Regions from separate parts of the Mus musculus genome. Here regions 2 and 3 are each linked to region 1. The links are chromatin contacts, called in public HiChIP or PLAC-seq and promoter capture Hi-C maps. All regions are on one chromosome and are shown on one strand. Each heading gives the region's core, a stretch centred on a gene start, on an enhancer-like site or on the middle of the called end of the contact. The rest is flanking DNA. Distances are from core to core; before and after follow the strand shown. Region 1 overlaps Psmb7 (proteasome (prosome, macropain) subunit, beta type 7). Region 2 holds the start of Arpc5l (actin related protein 2/3 complex, subunit 5-like). Region 3 holds the start of Olfml2a (olfactomedin-like 2A).

Region 1 (2,552 bases), core at 14-2,513:
CACAGTGAGCCTAATCACCACACATCTGAATACAATCTGTATTGCTTTATAACTTTCATTTTACTTAAAAACTCAAAAAATATATTTGAATTTTAGTTAATGTTTTCAATGATTAAATGTATTGTTATTGTCTAGCACTGACACTTAGGCATATGTTCTTAGAGTATTTATATTACAATAGCCACATTTTTCAAAAATAAAATTAAGTCTTAATTTTCTGAAACCTCAGAAGGTACTTAACAGCATTAGTGCAGATTGAATAGCCTTTATCCAAAATGATTGGGATCAAAAATAATTTGAATTTCGGATTTGGGGAAATGTGCATACATACAATTATAATGAGATATCTTGGGATGGGACCCAAGTCTACACATGAAATCATCTGCTTCATATGCAACCTATACACATAGCCTGAAGGTAATTTTATGCAATACGTAAGGGGATCTCAGTTCCCACTGCAACCTGTCACATGAAGTCCAGTGTGGTGTCTACCTGCAGTCAAGATCCCCAATTTCACACTTCAGAGCTGGGATGCTCAACCTATGGTTCAGCCTAAACCTGTTTTTCTGTAAGAATTCAGAATAAATTCTGAACGTCTTGTGAAAACTCACAGCCATTTACTTGCTCTGTATGCTTTAAAATGCTTGCATTAACACAGAATGTATGCGGTTTTAGTTTTGAGAGGTATATTCTTTTATATATCAATGTTTGCTTAAATACTAAATCAAACGTAACAATTCTATACTCACTGTTACTGGACAACTGGAGAAATCAAAACTGAAAGGCTTCTCCACACTGTGCTGCTACCCAAGCTCTAAGAATCTGGCAGGAGGAAATCTGCTTCTTCTAAGTCCCAGGCTTAAACTCAGACTGATGCTCCCAGAGTCCTCAGCCCTGAAGCCATGTGTAGAGGATAGCCCCCATTTTAAAGACTAGAACTGATACTCCACTTGTTTCAAATGATTTTCCTACAGCACAGCAGCTAGTAATAAGTACACTGAAGATTTAAACCTACAGTTCAGAGGCTAGGAAGCCCAGGCCCAATTCCGAAGCAACTCGGGACATGCCAGTTGCCCAAGCTCTGTAAACACACAGCTACTCAGGTAGGGAACAGTTCTGGGCTCCCTGGCCTCTCTGGGTACATCACTCTGAGCACAAGGTACCATTGCCTCACGTTTGATCAGTGACTCCTACAGGCTGAGGAAGACACTGTGTACAAAGCTGAATGCTGGGGCATAGTCAGAGCTCAATGAAAACTAGTTATTGTAATGACTCAGGGACAAGCTGCCTGTCCTCCAGCAGTGACCTGATATACTCATTCTCCACGGGTCCCTGAGTGGTAGCTTTAATGGGAACCAAGGTGTTCAAAATTTCTTTTCTCAATGCCGAGAAGTTCTAAGAGACAGCAAGAAATGGATCCCCACTGCTTTTCCCCAAATCAATTTTACCAGATCTTCACAGGAAAAAGGGCTGCCTCTGCTAAGGAGCAGTCTGTTTTAAGCACCCAAGGACCTGTCTGCCACTGTGGTCTGCCAAGGTGGAAGATGTATGCAGCGATAAAGGAGTCACGCAGAACTTTCTAATCCATCAGTGTCAGCTCTTCCTGACAGAGCGCTTACTCACACTTGCTCATTGTTAGTCAACTGGCCACTCTTCCTGCAGAAAACCTGGTGCTTTCCACGGACCTATGGATGGAGGTCATTTTTCACTCCATTCCTGCCTCCAAGGCCTCGTCTCCTGGTACTGGTGCTTGCACCGAGGCCAACAATGCCAGTGTGTGAAAAGCTGATTTATGAATACAAAGCAATGCTGGTGCCAGGGGACTGCACTCAGCCACTAGAGAGCAGTGGAGCACCTCTCCAGGCTCAGAGAGACTAAGCCACAGACTTGAAAAGGTTTAATTGTATGCATGCATTTCATTATAAGCCTTGGCCAAAAGCTTTAGAGGCAGGCGGCAGGGCAAGCAATCAGACAATCTTGCATGGCTTGCTGAAATCCAGATTTGTCCTTTGTCAGCATAAACAGTTTAATTTGATGTTTTCACTCCTGAGTAAGCACTGAGTATTACATCTAAACCCTCGTGAGGGGAAGAACGCCTCCTTTTCATCAACAAATGTACTTCAATGTCAGGGTCGACTTTTAATTCCCAATAAATTATTGGAAATATATTCCCAGTTAATATGCTGGGAAAATATATATTCTCAATCATCCAACATTCTTCACTAAAAAACTAGTATCTCAAGCAATGCAGCTCCTTCTCTACACATAAATGTAAGAAAATATTTAAAATACCCTTTGAAGGGAACGGGGGGGGGGGGGGGGGATTTTCCTCACAATTGTAACTGTAAGGTCTCATGGACCTGACAGGTTATAAACACTCCCAGGAAAAGCTTAAAATCTGGGGGTATCTAGGCTTAAAATGCTAAAGGTTTTCTTATTAATGTATTGTGGTGACACACCACTAGTTATGGCAAGAAACATTCTCTTAAAACAGAGGGCCACCTAACCCCATGCCTATGGACTAAGATGGAGGGTGACAATTGCTACAGATG
Region 2 (2,552 bases), core at 22-2,521, 390 kb after region 1:
GTCTCTGAGGGTTTAATGCTTTTCAGGCCCAGGATGGGGATACTGGTTGGATAGAATGAATAAGCCTTTTGTAAATGGGATAAGGAGAAATGAACCGAGTGTGGATTAGTTTTAAATGGAAGTCTAAAGATGACCAGGATTCTACTAGAGTTACAAATATACATCATATTTCTGGACATTTTTTGTAGTGCTAGGATTAAACCCAGGATTCACAATATTTTTGAATTCCCAATTACATTCCCCATCTTTGAAGACAAAAAACTTACAGGCACTGTACTTTGCCATCCCTGATGTAATTAAGACAGCCCTTACATTTTTAAATTTTACATGTACCATGTATGTGCTGTGCCGGCAGAGGTGACTGGATCTCCCTGGAGGTGGAGTCGCAGAGCACTGTGAGCTGCTATGTGGATGCTGGGAACTGAACCCAGGTCTCCAAGAATAGCACTTTTTTTCTTTTTTAAATTTCCCGACAGGGTTTCACTCTGTAGTCTTGGCTGATCTAGAACTATGTAGTCAAAACTATCTAGAACTCACAAGAACCCCCTGCCACTGCTTCCTAAGGGCTGGAATAAGGCATGTGCCACATTACTCGCTATGTGTAGCAGGAGCAAAACCATGTCTCACCTAATTTTTTTTGCTCGAGTTCTACTAGGTTAAAATGTAATAGTTTTCTTTTTTTTTAATATTTTTTATTAAATAGTTTTCATATAGTTACAAGAAAAGATTCATTTTAGCCTACGTCTGAAATAGAAAGAATCCTGGGGATTCTGCAGCTTTCGCCTCCTAAAATATGCCTCTTCAGTCAGGAGTACAGGTGGCCACAGAATCCTCTTTAATTTTCGGAACGCCCGCAGGAGTCGTTACATCCTCAAGAAAGGATGTTATCAAGCGTCCTGCCAGCCCCTGGGTTACACATCAACGCCTTTAAAGCCGTTTACTTTTAACAAAGTGGGTCCTCTTGTGGGTCAGTGCTTAAGAGACTCCGGCACTGCGCGTCACTCCCTGCCATCCCTTAGCTCTAAGATTTCTTCCTCCGGAGCGGACAGAAGCGCTGGCTATACCAGCAGCCCGGCTTCGGAGAGGACAGAGTTACGGCTGCAACGCCTGACACCACTTCATCAGCATTCCACGATCCCACGGCGCAGTTCCGCCCACAAGAGCTTCCGGTTCCGGCGCATCCCGGAAGTGGGCGGGCGACGGCGGCTGCGCGCGGAGGAGGGGAGGCGGTGCCTGGCGGCCGCTTCCCGCCCCCAAGCGGAGCCGGTGCGGAGGGGAGCCGGGAAAGAGCGAAGCCTAGGCGGCTGAGTGGCCGCCGCGCTCCCGCCATGGCCCGGAACACACTGTCCTCACGCTTCCGCCGCGTGGATATCGACGAATTTGACGAGAACAAATTCGTAGACGAGCACGAAGAGGCAGCGGCGGCGGCGGGCGAGCCAGGCCCCGACCCCTGCGAGGTAGACGGGCTCCTGCGGCAATATCCTTCCCGGCGCGGCGGCCCGGCTCGGCCTTCGCACCCTGATCACCCCAGCCCCAGTCTCCCGGTCCTCCGCCCAACCCCAGCCCCTCCCGGCTCCTGTCAGTCCCAGGTTCTCCCGGTCTGTGGTTGGCCTTACGCCTTTCTCAGCAGCGCAGCCCTGGAGCTCCTCTCCCTCTGCTCTGCTGCGCTCCGCATCCTTCTGGGTGTCCGTGCATCGGCCTTGGTATCCCTTTATCCCTCCTTATAGTAAGCGGGGTCATTCCCAGGTGCTGCCCTCAGGAGGGACCGAGGTGAACCACCTTGGATTCATTGAGCAGCCAGGGCCACTGCCCTACTGCGCTTGTCTAACTGGCTTTCTTGGGCCCGATTGTAGCCCGGCGTGAAAATAGGTGGGTGGATGGTTGGAGGAAGACTGACTAGAGGGCGGAGGTGGGGGAGGTGTGCTTTAAGGTCCAGCCCTCAGGTGTGATATGGCCTGCTACCTTTTCTCACCTGTCGCCACTTTCCTCAGCACGTTGGGTTTTGCGCCTTTATGGACCAAGTACATTCAACAAGTAATGCGACTCTGCCATTAACCGCCTTGTGCAGAAAGCGTGGAAAAAGCTAGTGATTCAGAGCTCAAAAACACCATACAGTGTCAAATGTAAAAGTGGCTCCCCACGACTGAAAATGACTGCTGGTGGCCACAGAAAACAAGCATTTAGAACAGAAGAGTAAAAATAGAGGTGATTGTCACAGCTGGCTTGGTCTCTTAGCAGTTTGAGCACCACAGGAAACTGATTTATTCTCACAGGAAGATTTTTTTTTTCTTTATTCAAATAGCTTGACAGGAAGTGTGTACCCCTCCCCCGCACTTGCCAGGGTAGGGTTGGAGGCTCTTGCTGTATATAAATCAGGTTCTGGCTGTTTAATCAGTTGACTCAGCCTGGGAAGTCAGGTGTACCGCTTTTGGGAGGAGTCCTATAGTGCTCCTCTAATATATCTTGAAAACAACCCTTTTAGACTGAACAAGAATATGTTTTTGAAATGTGGAGATTTCAAACTTATTTCCTGCACCATTCTGATGGTTAAA
Region 3 (2,552 bases), core at 31-2,530, 310 kb after region 1:
GGTAAACATGCAAGTGATCAGAAAAGGAGTCACCTTCAGTGACAACAGAGAAAAGGAGCCCAGCCTCTATGGGGCATGCAGAAGGTTAGAAGAGCCTTCAAGAGTCTGGGAAGGACACCCCCCCCCCCCCCGTTGAAATCAAAGGGGAAACCCAAAGGGAAACTGAGGTGGGAGGCAGTTTAAAAGAGTAGGAGCCAGATCTCAGAGGCTATGCAAAGGAGTGACTGACTCCACAGTCAATTGCTTGCTTTGCAACTATAAGAACCTGAATTGGGATCTCCCAGCATCCACATTAAATGTGGTCGTGGTCTTGTGTGTGTGTGTGTGTGTGTGTGTGTGTGTAAGTAACATCAGAAGTGGAGAGGCAGAAACAGGAGGGGCCTTAGAGCTCACTAGCCAACCAGTGTAGCCAAAAGAAAGGGCTCCAGGTTCAGTGAGAGGCCTTGTCTTGAAAAAAAATAAGCAGCAACGGAGGAAAAAGTGTGTTGGCCTAACCATCAGGCTCACACACTTTCAGGAGAGCAGATGCAAATAAGAGAGAGAGAGAGAGAGAGAGAGAGAGAGAGAGAGAGAGAGAGAGAGAGAGAAGAGAAGAGAAGAGAAGAGAAGAGAAGAGAAGAGAAGAGAAGAGAAGAGAGAAAGAAGAGGAGAGAGAGAGAGTATGAAATTAGGAAGGGTAAGCGATACCGTCTTGAATTTCATTACAGTGGATCTCAAAAGACCCAACACAAGCACCTTGGTGCAGCAGAGGCCTAAGACCCCTGGAGCTAGCAATTGCTGCCTGGGAAACTGAGAAATCAGACGCTCTGCTGAGGATGCAAAGGAGTGGGCTGTTCTCGGCATAGCAGAGAGAGGAGAAAGACGGAAGATGTGGAAGAGAAGAGGTTGAACCTTGAAAAGGCTAGAACCAACAATGTTGGGGGACGAGTGGGAGGGGGCAGGCAGGATGACTTTGTCAGAGCAAGGACTAAACTAGAAGTATCACTTGAACTTTGCAAGCATTCCAAAGAGACTATTTTCTCCCTTTTATCGATGGGGAAACTGGATCTCAAAAGGCAAAAGGACACGTGCGAGGTCCCTCATTTCACAGAACCTGACCCCAGTACGTCGCGAGGCTGCACCTCTCTTACTGCCTGGCTGCTGCTACAGTCCTCTCCCAGAGACAAATTGCAAAGACGCGGGACCGCAGAGGATGGGCGGAGAGGGGAGAGGAGGGGCGGGCACCCCTCCACCCTAGCTCCGCCTCTAGCAGAGCTACTAGGGCACCGGGCTGGGGTTGGGGGGGCGCCCCCTCGGCAGAGCTGGGCTGCAGGCCGAGCTCGCAGTACTGCCGGCGCTACCTAGCGTGCGCGCAGAGGTGTCGGAGCCCATCCAGCCATGGAAGCGGCAGCTGTCCTGCCTAGGTACCTACAGTTGAGGCTTCTGCTGGTGCTGCTGCTGCTGGTTTTGCTTCGGGCTGGTCCTGTGTGGCCCGACAGTAAGGTACTGGAACCTGGCACAACTAAGCGGTGATCGGCGCGAGGGGGCGCTATGGCTGACGGTGCTTGCCAAGAAGGGTGCATTCAGCAGGGAGTGGGGACTAGGGAAAGGCAGATCAGAGTTGGGACTTAGTCTAGACTCTCCTGGAATCAAAGCCCTGAGAAAGGAACATGTGCGAGAAGAAACGCTGGTTATGATAGGGTACTTAGGTCCTGGAGCCCGAGGAAGAGGCGCTTTGGACCTTATCACTACTCAGAGATAGGACTTCAAACCCAGGATCAAGTTGGGATGTCCCAAGTGCACTGGGGTGGGCGAGCAAGAGAAAATGGACAGTAAGAGCAACTGGTTGAGAGTTTCCATGGAAGGCTGACCGCTTAGGGGTAGACCCAGGGACAACTGTTACCAAAGGACTCCCAGGTTTGCAGTAGGCCTTAGACCAAGGCTTTCAGGAGAGGCTGGGAACTCAAAGTTCCTTTTTCACTGAATCTGGGCCCGCCCACTTGCCATCTTCTCTGAGACTTGAGTTCTCATACTGTATTCACCTGTCAGCTGTGTTTTATACCACTCTCTCTCTCTCTCTCTCTCTCTCTCTCTCTCTCTCTCTCTCTCCTTCTCTCTCCCTCACTCCTTCCCCTCTTCTACCTCCCCCCTCCCGTTTGTTTGTTTTTGTATAGAATAGAGTTTACTCTGGGCATAGGGAGGGGAGTTGAGAGGGTAATAGAGACAGAGAAAGGGGGGGGGGGTGGACTGGGGGGGGGGAAGTAGAGGCCAGCCATGAGCACGTGGGGGGGGGGGAGGACAGAGGGAGAGCAAGAAGGCAAGCGTGCAAGCCCCACTCCTGTTTTTTCTTGAAACAGGATCTCAGTGTATAATTCTGGCTAGCCTGGATCACACACAACATGTAGACCAGGCTGGCCTCAAACTCACAGACATCCTACTGCATCTGCTTCCCCAGTGCTGAGATTAAAGACATTCACCACCATCTCTTCACTTATAAGTATGGGGAGGGGGGCATTGTACCCACTCACTCAGTTGATTTCTAGACTTAGTGAGGTATACCTGCAGAATGCTAA

Evidence for each region. Promoter capture Hi-C pulls out the DNA fragments that hold promoters and counts their contacts. HiChIP or PLAC-seq counts read pairs in DNA pulled down with a chosen protein or histone mark.
Region 2: a contact with region 1 is called in a FOXA1 HiChIP or PLAC-seq map of pancreatic cancer cells. The contact joins the promoter of Arpc5l here to the enhancer-like site in region 1. A contact is called at or near these places in 2 of 39 promoter capture datasets (3T3-L1-derived adipocytes and pre-B cells), 2 of 484 Hi-C or Micro-C datasets (cerebellum and uterus), 5 of 115 datasets of contacts at active chromatin or transcription factors (astrocytes, forebrain, large pre-B cells and 2 more) and 1 of 9 other capture datasets (liver).
Region 3: a contact with region 1 is called in a promoter capture Hi-C map of neural stem cells. The contact joins the promoter of Olfml2a here to the enhancer-like site in region 1. A contact is called at or near these places in 3 of 39 promoter capture datasets (the 3T3-L1 cell line, 3T3-L1-derived adipocytes and neural stem cells), 1 of 15 datasets of contacts at CTCF or cohesin (the NIH/3T3 cell line), 1 of 484 Hi-C or Micro-C datasets (muscle stem cells) and 1 of 9 other capture datasets (adipose tissue).

Annotation. Positions count from the first base shown.
Region 1 is chr2:38,620,093-38,622,644 of GRCm38.p6, forward strand. The region is part of intron 5 of Psmb7 (proteasome (prosome, macropain) subunit, beta type 7); the gene reads right to left. Among named protein-coding and RNA genes, the nearest start is that of Psmb7, 23 kb to the right of the region's middle. Within about 2 kb of position 1,264, at least 69 of the 459 cell types and tissues checked have an H3K27ac peak or open chromatin away from gene starts, as enhancers often do. A contact at or near this core is called in the NIH/3T3 cell line, astrocytes, forebrain and 2 more, where this site is marked.
Region 2 is chr2:39,006,868-39,009,419 of GRCm38.p6, forward strand. Arpc5l (actin related protein 2/3 complex, subunit 5-like) reads left to right here and starts at 1,272. Exons shown (of 4, transcript NM_028809.1): 1 at 1,272-1,477. The coding sequence starts at 1,329.
Region 3 is chr2:38,930,700-38,933,251 of GRCm38.p6, forward strand. Olfml2a (olfactomedin-like 2A) reads left to right here and starts at 1,281. Exons shown (of 8, transcript NM_172854.2): 1 at 1,281-1,482. The coding sequence starts at 1,378.